Linked DNA regions of Mus musculus: region 2 is linked to region 1. Evidence: chromatin contacts called from public promoter capture Hi-C data. All regions are on one chromosome and are shown on one strand. Each heading gives the region's core, a stretch centred on a gene start, on an enhancer-like site or on the middle of the called end of the contact. The rest is flanking DNA. Distances are from core to core; before and after follow the strand shown.

The links. Promoter capture Hi-C pulls out the DNA fragments that hold promoters and counts their contacts.
Region 2: a promoter capture Hi-C map of the HPC-7 cell line shows a contact between it and region 1, with 4 times the contacts expected there. The contact joins the enhancer-like site here to the promoter of Mei4 in region 1. A contact is called at or near these places in 7 of 39 promoter capture datasets (the 3T3-L1 cell line, 3T3-L1-derived adipocytes, the HPC-7 cell line and 4 more).

Annotation. Positions count from the first base shown.
Region 1 is chr9:81,860,394-81,867,173 of GRCm38.p6, reverse strand. It overlaps Mei4 (meiotic double-stranded break formation protein 4), which reads right to left and starts at 3,504. Exons shown (of 5, transcript NM_175213.4): 1 at 3,257-3,504.
Region 2 is chr9:82,707,783-82,714,562 of GRCm38.p6, reverse strand. No RefSeq gene overlaps it. Among named protein-coding and RNA genes, the nearest start is that of Irak1bp1, 120 kb to the left of the region's middle. Within about 2 kb of position 4,187, at least 12 of the 459 cell types and tissues checked have an H3K27ac peak or open chromatin away from gene starts, as enhancers often do.

The sequences.
Region 1 (6,780 bases), core at 2,255-4,754:
GGGTTCAGAAGCCCAACCCAGACCCAGTGACACTCTCTCTTCTGGACAGGTTGGGATGTAGCTAGACCCCTCAGCTACCTCTCCAGCATCATTTCTGCCTCCATGATGCTATGCTCCCCAGCATGATGATAATGGACAAAACCTCTGGACTGTAAGCCTGACCCAATTAAATGTTTTCCTTTATAGGAGTCGCCATGGCCATGGGTTCTCTTCACAGCAATAAAACCCTAACTAATACACCATCAGACCTGAAACCCTGTAACTGTTAAAGGAAAAGGTAAGAAATCCACTTTAAGATATGTGCATAGGCAAGGATTTGACAGAAACCAAGTCATTCATGAACTAAGGTCAGCATCTGATAATTAGGACAGAATGAGATCAGTGTTTTCAGCACAGACGAGTACAGAGTTACTAGAGTCAAGCGAGCCTATGGGACCAGAGATAGTTTGGGTAGCTATTTTAGGATTAATATCTAAAGTACACAAAGAACACACACAGAAACTAAACAAGCAATTGAATGATGTTACCAATAAATGGGTTAATGAAGTAAATAAATATTTCTCAAAAGATGGAATGCAAACAGTCAACAAACAAAAAAATGTTCAACCTTATCAGGCATCTAAAAATAACGAACCAGAACATACATTATACAGGCTGATCAGGTTGTATTTACATATTTATATGCATACATACATACATACATACATACATGCGTACATACATTACACACACATATTTTTGTGTTTGTGTACAATGTATAGATAGATAGATAGATAGATAGATAGATAGATAGATAGATAGGTAGATAGACAGATAGATATGTAACAGCAAGGAAAAAGAGGCCACGAATTTAAGTGAGTACAAAGGAGAGCTGTACATGGTAGGTGATAAAGAGAAGACATTTCAGAAAGCAGGGAAATGATGTAATTATGTCGTAATCTCAAACAGTTTTAAAGTTTTTTTTTTTTTTGAACTACAGTGAGGTGCTATTTAACCACTGTCAGAATGATAGTCACAAAACAACAAATAACAGAAGTGATAGTGAGGGAGTGGACAAAAAGGGACCCTCAGACACCCAAGTCTGCTCACATGTAAATGAGTTCAGCCACTATGGAAGTCAGAGTGGAAGTTCCTCCAAAAGTAAACATTGATCCTCTCTCACAACAGTGTTTATCAAAGCACTCTTCACAATAATCAAATTTTGGACCAATGCAGTGTTCACAGCAGAGGAAAGGATAAGGAAGATGTGTTACATATACAGAATGAGATTTTTTTTAACCATAAAGAAGGATAAAAACTGTGTATTTGTTGGAAAGTTAATGCAACTGGAGATGGTCATTTTAAAGCAATTTAGTTAGCGTCTGAAAGACAACGAGCATGTGTTTTGTCTTATCCATGGTGGCTCCTAGACTTTATAGAGATACAGTCATGTGTAAACATATGACATGAAGCAGAACTAAAACTGTCTAGGAGAGCAAAGCATACTAGTGAGAGGGGGCAGGACATGAAAAGGAACAGTAAAGAGGTATGAAGTGAAGTGTGCTTAGATAAAATGTACATTTACAAAATCTTTAAAATTATTAGATTTTTTTAAAGGGGAGTTTTCAATACTCCCACAGTACCTGAGTGTTCTTGCCATTGTTACAAGTGACAAAACTGACAAATCCTCAATGCTATTTCTTCCCGTTGCTGTAGCTGACACTCTAAACCTATTCTTAAAACACTTAGTGATGCTGCCCTGATTACATCCCAGTGTCTAAAAACGTACCTACTTTCTCTTCAGCACATTAACATCTTCTGTCTTTATAACCCTTTAGCTTTCTAAATCTCAAATCCTTCAAAACATTATGCACAATACAATCATTAAGTATGTTTATCTCACGAATGCTTCAAATGATTTGGGTTAATATGCCTATTAAATTGGCGCTGTGACTTTTGGCTTCAAGTATTTTCATACAGCAGAACTTAACATATACCTGCCATTCACATATATCATGAAACCTAGAATACACTAGACTTCTAATTTCTTTGATATAATAAACCATGGGATAAATTAATACTATGTTTTTAACAAGAATTCCATAATATTGGTTTCAAATATCTGATTCCAAACATTGCTACTTTCATGAAAAAAAAAATTTTAAAAAAATACTCAGTCACAAATCTGTGCTCCTGGTCTTCATGTCCAAATTTTACGACTGAATTGTAAATTTTGTGGTTTACTGACATATACAAAGACATTGTGTTTAACCTAAGGCCCTCACAGAAGCTGTAAGCTATAACAATGGAAAGTAAAATAGTGGATGTCAATTTGTGAATGTCATTACTGTAGTCACAAGATATACCAAAAATCATATAATTCTAAGCAGGAAAAAGTAATATAAACAAGCCAAAATTGATCAGAATGTATGTAATGAATTTGATAAAAAGTTTGCTAATTGGAAGTAACCTGATATATTCAGACTTGGTGGTTCACATTTTAATCCCAGCATTTGCAAGTCTGAGGCATACATATTGCCATTAGTCTTGAGAGCAGGAGGCAAGGCCATCCTACAAAGTGAAACCTTGTCTCAAAAATCCAAAAGATACAGAAAAAAAAATAATAAATTCCAGTTGATGAAGAATCCAAGTTATGAAATTCTTATGAATTTCATATTTATATTCTGTGAATATCGACATACTAATGTATTTTCTGTGGTTCCTGGTGGGACTTTAATCCTCTAAATATGTAATTGCAGACTATAAAGCTATTCAAGGCTTTATTTAATTCACTTCAAATTATTGACTTTCTGCTACTTTGGACATTCCAGATTCACCAAACCCTCACTGGCTTCTTCCTCCGTAATGGAGACTCCACTTCTGGCCCTGCTCCTCTGATCTGTTGCATATCTCACCACAACCTAGCTCTTCCAAGAATGATTTTTATCTCTACCTCATGTACCAGCACATGCTTGTCAGATCCCAAGAAAACCGCACCCGTCCCACTTTTAACACCCCCAACACTTTCTGCAGTTCCTCTGGGTGTGTACTTGCTCAATAAAAGATCAGATCAACAAGTGCCTACGGTCCCCCAAAACCACCCTTTCCTCCAGGAAACCTCAGAAGCCACCTCTAGAGTGAAGGCAGGCTTGCACAGACTCTAAGGTGTAGAACACACCACAGAACACACGCTTTGCCCGCCCAAGTTTCTGAGGCTCCAGGCGCGACCTACTTATCAGGTAAAGAAATGCCCCTCCCCACGCGTGAGGCGACCTACCTCCGCAAAGGGCGCGACAAGGAACCCCAAGCCACAGCACCTGAGAGCGTGCGCTGCTTGAGGGGACCCGGGGCCCGAGAGTACAGAGAGCAGGCAGATGCTACACAAGCCTGGGGTTCCTGAGAAGGAAGGACGCCCTCAGGCGGCGGGGGAAGCTCGGGGGCCAGTATTCCCGGCCATGCACGCTGATGCAAGCGCAGCCCGCAGGTAGGCGCCAGAGCCCAGAGCGCCACTCCTCCCGGCTTTCTTCCAGTGCCAATCAAGAGGGAGGCCCGCGGAGACCACAAGTCCCAGAAGCCTCTGCGCCACTCTCCTCGGAGGGGCTTGGGAGGGGCTCCGGCGGGCTCGGGCGGGCTCGGCGAGGAGCGGTTAGCCGGTTTGGCTGGACTAGGCAGGTGTTTCCTGCATCTTCCTTTCTTCTGCAAAATAGTTCAAAATAGTCTAGGACTGCCTGCAGCTCCTCTCCTGAAAGGCTGATTTGGTTTCTAAGGAGAGACTCACGGGGCTTGAAAAAAAGGAAAAGTTTCAGGAAAGCTTCTGTTGTGCCAACTCCTGTCCTACATGGGAACAGTCGGGAAAACAGATTCTTTGGGTTCATTTGTTGGCTTGTTTCCAAAGATGGTTTTAAAATCTTTGCTTCCTGCGGGAGGAAGCGCTATGTTTCTCATTTGTCCACCTGTCATATCTTCATCTAGGATTTTAAGTAATTTTTTGCCTCACGTACTGAAATTTCTCAGAAATTAAAATGCAAAGGAGATTCTAAGCATTCGGAAGTCACTTATGTAGACTTTACTAACAATGTGCTAATTTGCTAATAGTTAAAGGTTTCAACAATTGTATAGGATAAATTACCAAATATTATATCTGGGGGGTCTGCACAGCTCATTCTCCTACGTAAATGACCCTTTATTAAGGCAAGTGCTTGCATCTAGTCAGTTATTGCAAATGTCTTGGAAATGTTAAGCTTCATTGTTCTATCCATGTGTTTAAGAAAGTCAATAATTTTAACTATAATGTAATTTAATATAGCTTTCGTTAATCTTGCAACGGTGCTTTCATGCAAACTAAACTCGGGTTATTGTGACTGCTAAGGTGATGAACACTGTGAGTGCTCTACTGTGCTCACTGCTCTTCTTTGAGTAATGTAAAATCAAACCATCCAAGTTCATTTCAAGATAATGAACAGTCAAGTAGGAGTGATGTAGAAAAGTTGTGTTTGCGTTGATAAATAGTATGATATTCTATTTCAATTCCCCTCATACATTTATTGAGAAAATTGAGCTGTTACGTGCCAGTTACAGCCTTGATTACTGGTCAAGACCTGATTACAACTCCATACAAGACAGAGCACTCAGTCTAATAGTTAAAACAAATGGGTAGCAATTACCAAATACAGCACAGCCACTGAAATCCTGAACGAAAGCCCAGAGGTAGTTTTAACTATTTACCACCTAAATGTAAAGACCTAATGATTTCAACAACCTCAATAGTTTTCTTTGAACATCTTCAGATGGTTAAAGATGCTTTAGAATACATAGCAGAAAAAGAAACGTTTTAAGAAAATTATACAAGTTTTTGACTCACTCAAGACTAATGAAACACAAAGTGATCAATCAAATACATGCTCTTTGAATAAAGTAATGGACTCTATTTATGTTTTACATTTAATTCTGAGTGATTTTAGAGTCATTTTTAATGTCACAGTCTGTCGATGGGACTGTGACTAACCCATTTTTCTAAGAATATGTACAGATATCCTTTATAGATAAAGATATGTATAAGGTTAAATGACAAGCTTTATGGAAAGTGAAGAAACAGGCATACACATAATAAGCAAGCAAAGTACAGAGAAAGAAACCCCACAAATTTGAAGAAGACCTTCATACTAGGATCTGATTTTCATCCATAGAGCTGGGTTTTGGTGACCTGAGATAGTTCCCCCTTCTCTCATTTCATGGTGGTCAGCTTAGGAAAAAAAAAGGGGGGGGGCTGATAATTGCCCCAAAGATTCAGATAATCATGTTCAGGGACAGTCTTGACCTTATCTGAACACCTTCAACATATCAATCAAGAGTGGAGAGGGTGTCACTGCCAAGTGTGAAAGTATGAAAGAAACCGGAAATTTGTCTTTCTATTACTGACTGGTAGTCCCTTTTCTCATCTGTCTGTCTACCAAGGACCTCTGGCTCCTTGGTCTCAGCATCTTTCTATAAATTTGGAGTATTGAAATAAAACGAAAGGAAAAGATCTTCACAAAATGTATAATCTTAGATGCTGAATCTACTACCTTATTGATAGTTAAAATCCACTATAGAGTAAACTGAGTTCAAAATATAGTCAACGCACTGCTGTGATGTCTCAGCAGGTAAATGCATTTGCCTCTAAGTCTGACAACCTAAGGCGCCGTCTTCGGAAGCCACATGGGAGAAAGGAAGGATTGACAAACAGTTTATAGTATGTTATACTATACATTATAAAGAAAATAATAGGGCTGGTGAGATGGCTCAGTGGGTAAGAGCACCCGACTGCTCTTCCGAAGGTCCAGAGTTCAAATCCCAGCAACCACATGGTGGCTCACAACCATCTGTAACAAGATCTGACGCCCTCTTCTGGAGTGTCTGAGGACAGCTACAGTGTACTTACATATAATAAATAAATAAATCTTTAAAAAAAAAAAAAAAAGAAAGAAAATAATAAGCTGTCCTGTTAGAAAATCATGTTTTTATTTTATAAAAAAATATTAATGGCTCTTTTTTAATTCAAAAGTTCCAAAAACATTTATATAAATACTAATTATGAGTAAGAGAGAGCCATTGTTCTCAATGATTTTGCAGTCTAGTGAGAGTCAAATTTTACAACCAAGCATCATCAATAATATTTGAGAGTTTCTATTGCTGTGATGAAACACCATGTCCAAAAAAAAAAAAAAAAAAAAAAAACCTGAAGTGAGGAAAGAATTTGTTTGGTTTTTTTGTTTGTTTGTTTGTTTCTTTCATTTTTTGTTTTGTTTTAAAGATTTATTTATCATATGTATGTGAGTACACTGTTTTCAGACACACCAGAAGAGGGCATCAGAATCCATTACAGATGGTTGTGAGCCACCATGTGGTTGCTGGGAATTGAACTCAGGACTCTGGATGCCTAGTCAATGCTCTTAGCCACTGAGCCATCTCCACAGCCCTGGAAAGGATTTGTTTTGCTTATACTTCTTCATCACAGTCCATTGTTGAAAGAAGTCAGGACCGGAGTTCAAGCAGGGTAGGAACCTGGCAGCAGGAGCTGATAGACATGGACAGGTGCCTCTAACTGGCTTGCTCTTAGGGCTTGTTTAGCCTGATTTCTTAATAGAACCCAGGACCACCAGCCCAGGGATGGCCCCACCTACAATGAGCTGGGTTCTCCCACAAGATCACAACATTAGTCAATAATTACAAAAGTGCGTTAGTCTGCTTGCTCCCCTACAGCTCAATCTCATGGAGGCATTTTCACAACCGTGGTTCCCTCTTCTCAGGGAACTCCAGCTT
Region 2 (6,780 bases), core at 2,938-5,437, 850 kb before region 1:
TCAAGTCCATTCTAGGGAATGCATCTATGTGATTTCATGTTATTTCCTTCTTCAAGCTGTGCCTTGAGCTTTGACTCTGGATAGGTTATGAGTACTTGTAATTTAAAGGACCTTTGAACTGACTGCAAAGAAAGATTTGCAGATTAAGTAAACTAAAAAAAACTCTCCATTTTGTCTATCACCTTTTGCCTATGTGTTGTTCAACCTCCTCGCTAATTTGTCTTCCCTACAACAAGGCTTCCCTATTAACGGGAATAGATCATCTATTTTAGTTAGTGTTCTATTGCTGTGAAGAGATACCATGACCTTGGAAACTCTTACAAAAGAAGGCATTTGATTGGTGCTGACTTACAGTTTCAGAGGTTTGGTCCATTATCATCACAGCATGGAGCATGGCAGCATCCCGGCAGATACTTTGTTGGAGAATTGGCTGACAGGGCTACATCTGGATTCATAGGTAGCAGGAAAAGAGAGATTGGCACTGGGCCTGGCTTGACCTTTTGAAATCTCAAAGCCCAACCCCAGTGACACACTTCCTCTAACAACACTTTCTTTCTTTTTTAAAACATTTTTTATTAGGTATTTTCCTCATTTACATTTCCAATGCTATCTCAAAACTCCCCCATACCCTCCCCCCCACTCCCCTACCCACCCACTCCCACTTTTTGGCCCTGGCGTTCCCCTGTACTGGGGCATATAAAGTTTGCATGTCCAATGGGCCTCTCTTTCCAGTGATGGCCGACTAGGATACATATGCAGCTAGAGACACGAGCTCTGGGGGTTACTGGTTAGTTCATAATGTTGTTCTACCTATAGGGTTGCAGATCCCTTTAGCTCCTTGGGTACTTTCTCTAGCTCCTCCATTGGGGGCCCTGTGATCCATCCAATAGCTGACTGTGAGCATCTACTTCTGTGTTTGCTAGGCCCCTGCATAGTCTTTAACAAAGCCACATCTCCTTATTCTTTTCAAGTAGTGTCCCTCTCTGACGTCTAAGCATTTAAATAGCTGAGTCTATGTGGGCCACTCTTACTTAAACCGTCACATGGTCTTTTGAGTCTAAAATTTTCTTTTACAGGAAATGTTTGATAGGATAAAGTTGAGATAAATAATGAAGAAGTTGTTCTGCTACTGTTGATATTCTTTATCTCTTACCTCTGTGGCTGACTCTCATTATAGGGCTATGATAGTGCTTACTAAGATTCCAAGAGGTGGGGGCAGTATGCTTTCTAATGGTAGAGGGAGGGCTTCCGTTTTAGAAACATGTAAGGACTTGCTATGGTTACAAAGGTAGCTACAGTGAAGCTGAAGGTCTGGGCCTTATCTACACAGAACTCCTGCCTCTGAAGAAGGTACTTACCAGCTCCATTTACCTTCAGTTTTGCCAGTAGTGCATATGCTGCCATGTGTTTTGGAAAGAACACCAAATAAACAAATCTTGGAAAGTAATGTTTTATTTGTCCTGCTAGAGAATGTCCCCAACAATGATTAGATACTTTTAAGATCAATGATGCAAACAGTGCAATTAAATTTCATGGTGTTTACTTAGCAAATACCACATGGTCTTATCTTAGCTAACAATTGTTGAAACTGTGCAGTGTTTGAGTAGCATTTGAATGTTAGCTGATCATTTTGATTGCTGCATTTTGAATGCTTATCTCTGGCTACATTGCTCCCCATTTGGTCAAATTATGTTTGACAGAAAATATTTTAGTGTGTGTTTTAGTAAATGATAACATGATCACATACTTCTGACTCAAAACTTCATTGTTTTAAATTCTTATTTTAGGTGTATGGGTGTTTTGCCTGCATGTATGTCTGTGTATTACGTACATGCTTTGTGCCTGGGGATGTCAGAAGAGGGTGTTAGGACTCGAACTTGGGTCTCTTGGAAGAGCAGCAAGTGTTCTTAGTTGCTGAGCTATCACTCCAGGCCCTGATGTCCTACTCCCAAACATGTTTGTGAGAAAAGACACATTGACATGGAAACTGTTGTCAACTTTGTTATTAATCTTCCAAATTAAAGCTATGAACTTTAAAATAGATGGCAGAAAAATAGAGCAGACCTTTTGAGTGGAGTACGATCAATTTGTTTAAAAGAACTAGTATTCCTATAAGCTGGATGCTCTGACCTAGCATTTTTACAGGCAATAATTTATAATGTTAAAGAAACCTCAAGGGAAGACTTGCATGCAACGTATAAGGTAAAAGTCAAGGCTGTCTAAAATTGATTTCATTGCTTCTGTGTGGTCTTCTGCACTAGGGTTTGCTTATGTTAATTCAGAGATTGTATTTTTGTGAAATCTCCTAGAATTTGAGGCATCCTAATAAAATATATGCTAGTCATAAGTATGGACAACAACTTTTGCAGTTAAAATCTGAGAAATCCAGAACTAGAGTGCTATTGGTATACACTACCTATATTAATTCATTCAGAGAGCAGGTTGCATTTTGAGAAAGTCTCACTAATTTTTTTGGGGGGAGGGGGGAAATAAATTTCTATAGTAGAGCTCAATGATGTCTTTGAGGTCAGTCTTTGGTGGCAAAGACCAGCTTTCATAAACTAAAATACAATTAACATAGCTTGCACTGAAATGATTTTTTTCCATAGTAAAATGATTTTGAAAGCAAATATATATTTTTAGACATATGAATGAATATTTGTTTATAGAGTTATTCTAAGGTTGTTCACTCCAAGTGGCGAAACACTTTTGATTTCAACTCAAATTTTCACAGCAGAAATTCTGGGAAAAGAACGAAGGCAATCCCATCTAGCCCAGCAGGATAAAGGGAGAGCTGCCCCAGCCTAGTGGTCCAGCGGGATAATGGGCTAACGGGATAATGGGAGAGCTGCTTGGCCTTAAGTTAAGATGAGAAATCCGGAGCTCCTGCTGGCAGTGTGAGAACAAGAGTGTCTGCTTTCAAAAGCCCGAGAGCAAAGTTACCAAAGCATTGCTTCCTGCACACTTATGAACTTGTGCATCATGGCATGATCCTTCACTCAGATTTTCCACAGTCATAGAAAAGAATTCCTCTTTGATCTACATTTTCTAGTCTACCCATCACACTGCCCCCAGCCCCAGCGATTATATTTGGCTGGAGTATAATTACCAATTGCTAATTTTTGAGTAAGACATCAAGAAAATGATGAAACAGCTTACAGGTAGAGAGCAGCTATTTCCTCCCGTGCCAGCTTCTGGCTCGTGGAATGGCGTTATGAGGTTGAGTCCTGCCTCAGGCAGCAGAGAACATGGAGATTGATTAGCAAGGTCTTCAAAGGAGTTAGGAGGGGTAGGGATTGTGGTGTACAGATCTTGTAATTGTTCTCCCTAGGCTAATTACTGAAAGAAGAAGGATTCAACACCCATGAAGTGTCAACCAAGCATCAGAAGTAAGAATGCATTTGTCAGGGAGACAGGCAGTGCATTAGTCTGCCTGTGATCTGCACTGTAGGGTAAATCCTGCTGCTAACAGACTTACCTTGTCAAATCATATCTTGATCTAAAGATTCGAGGTTCCACAAAAGGCATCCAACCACTGGCTTCTATTAGAACCTGAGGATTCCGGAATTAAAGGTCTTGCTATCTTCAAGCAGTATTATCTAAAGCCAAACCTAATTAACAATTTGAAAAGAATTCTATTCTTAGGTTAGAAATTTCTGAAGGTAAATGTGTGGTTTTTTTTTTTTTTTTTCCTTTATGGTTCACACATACTGATGTTTCCTTCCTTCCAACCGCTTGCCTGAGGGGCAGTCTCCATCTTAGGTAGGGCTCGTTAGCTCAGAACTTGCAGGAAATGTCAGCATAGTTGAAGGACTTCTGACCATCTTGCCTGGAGTTTGCAGGTCTGTTCATAGCCCCTGAGCTAACAGAGAAGAACGTGCCTGTGTTCCCCTCGTCTCTGCGCCACACTGTTTTCTGTTCTCTCAGTCCTCACCTCTGTCAGAGACCTTCTGTCTTGACCCCACTCTGGCATATCACACCCGTGGTCTCCAAGGAACTGTTTCCTGCTCAGTAATTTCTGCATCTCTTTCCGCACCTGTCTCTTAAAAACGTCCTCTCTATGGCATGATTCGTCTCTCCTCTATATACGATTACTTGCTAATTATAGAGAAGGTTTCAGTCAGTCAGCTGTTGGTTCCTTTTCTTTGGTCCGTCCCAAACTGCACGTTAGGTTTTGAACTTGTTCATAGGATGCAAATAGAGGTGGCTGTTCTTTCCTACCAGATGTGCTGGGCAGACCTGAGAGCACAATCACCTTCCTAAGCAAATTTTTATGAAGAAAACGCTCAGAATCTTAGACTCGCTTCCTGCCTCCACCTTAATTAGACCGTGAAACTGTGCCAGGCCCAGCCTTTTCAGTTTCTCTTTCTTCAGTGTTCTGAGTGTCCTGGCTCTAAGACTCTGGGAATCCTAGGGGGGACATAAAACTCTGGCTTGATCTTGTTTTGAAAGGCAAAAACTGTATTCCGTCTCAGTGACTGGGGACTTCAGAATTTGCACATTCAAATAAAGCTGAGGATGGATGGGCTACCACATCCCAACCAGAGAGCCTTTCGCCCTGATTTCTCCAGCCTGTGTGTCAAGCAGTCAGCAGGATCAGCCTCATAGAAATGAAGGGCAGTGCAGTTTGGAAATGGCTTCCTTTTAAATATCTCTTTCTTCCATATTCACTGCGGTGCAGTGCTAAAGACAAAACAAAAACAAACAGCAAAAACATTGGAAATTTCCTCTTTGTTAACCAGTCCTCAGAGGACGTGAGTCTACAGTCAGCTAGGGGAGGAATGCTTTCTTAGAGGGAACCAGTGTTGTATGTACTAAGGTCCAGGTCTCTTTGTCTTTGCCCCTTCAAGTTTTGCTCCCTTCATTATTCTCCCTCTCCCTCCCCCTCCCCCTCCATCTTCTCCCACCCCTCCCCCCATCTCTGCTATTGTGAAGCCTTGAACTCTCAGTCCCCTCTTAAACATCTATTTCAGAGACCACAGGAATGGAAAGGCCCTATTGGTTTCCAGTGTGTAGCAATTCCTTCTACTGTAACTACAGTTCATTGAATGTCTGCTTTCTGGGAATTTCCTCTTTATTCAGCTTGCTTGCTGCTGAAATAGCCTTTTCTTTTCTTTATATAGCTGGCCTTTTTTTTTTTTTTTTTTTTTTACTGTTTTAAATATGGTTCTTAATTAATGTTGTTTTACTGTACTGTTGGGATGGCTTATACAGCCCTTGTGATGATGAGGTCTGCACTTAAATTGCTCCCTTTCTCCTCAGCTTGTCTGTCATAATTAAGAATGATGTCATTTCTTCAGTGATGTGATATTCCTTGTTAATATCACAATTATTTACATATTTACATACCATTACATACTATTTACACATTACATAGCTTATACATATTAATATAACTTACATATTATTCTTTATATATACCTATATTTTATCTTTACAAAACAAGCTAGGATGATCTAATGTGCTAATAATATTTTTATCTTACACTTGAACATTAATTTTACATTAGGTATCAGCTGTATTTTCTGTCATCCCATATTCACTTATTAAAAAATAACAGGACTTTGTCTTTACTTTCTTTCTTTCCATATATTTGTATTCCCTAGCTTTCCCCCTTTGTATGTTATAAGTAAAATATTTAATTTATTCTTCTTGTTTAATAGGATGCTTTGAGCTCAGTTTGGCTGTTTTTGTGTTTTGCTTTATGGGTCTGTGGGAGTCTCAGAAATATTAGCTACCACATAGACTGTTATGTAAGTTCCATCTATCCTTTGGAACAACTAAAGAACATTAAATAACTAGAACATTACCTAAGTTTTGTGATTTTTTTGAATTGAAAGTTTAAAAGAAAATGAACGAGTGAGTAACATGTACTTAATATTTTCCCTAATGTGTGGCTATGAACATTTCCTGGTTATCAGCTTCACTGCCTAAGCAGTGTCTTGACGTCCAGTGAGTCCAGTTCATTTGGTCTTCTCCCAATTCCCCCAAAGTCTCCCCAGCTCTGCCACTCTCAGTCACAGGCTCAACCTCACCTCTTGTTTGTCTTAGATGACGTCAGGACAGGAATTAGACTTCTGTTTCTTCATCACTTCTCCTTTGGTGTTGTCTCTCACAATGCATGCAGACATGAGAGATGGTCCTCACCGCCTCTCCTAACCTCCACATCGGCATGCACTTTGTCATGACTTGAAATTATCCATGCTTATAATATTTAAAACTTACTCTATTATTCTAAACCTTCCATGCTTTGTCTTAGAGATGCATTCTAAATGTTCTCCCCAGTCAGCTATGTAGATGTTATTTACTAAGCTTTGAAGCTATATTGGAAGATAGAAAGATTTTTTATTCCATTTTGTTTCCTGAATGAGTTTTAAAACTTGAGACATAAGGCAAACATTATTCTTATTAATATAACATAATACAATATAATATAACATAACATAACATAACATACATTTCTTTGCTCACTACAATGACTCAACATTTTCATGATTCTTTTTATCATAGGAATTTAATTTTTTTTATTCAATTTTGTTTTCTCGAAGTTTCTGACACCCAGTCCTTCTTTGTGCCGTGCTCCTCATTCTGAGGCACACCCAAGTGTCCCCAGAGTTCACTCTACTCCTGGATTTGGTTCTGTATTTTTGTGCCCCAATTTCCATATTGCTCTTCATATTTTTTCTTTTACATTTTAATACTTCTTTAGTGAAGAATAGATGCTTTTTTTCTGAGTCTTTGGGAGTTCCAAAGTGTTTTTAGAGGCCAGCAAGGAACTTC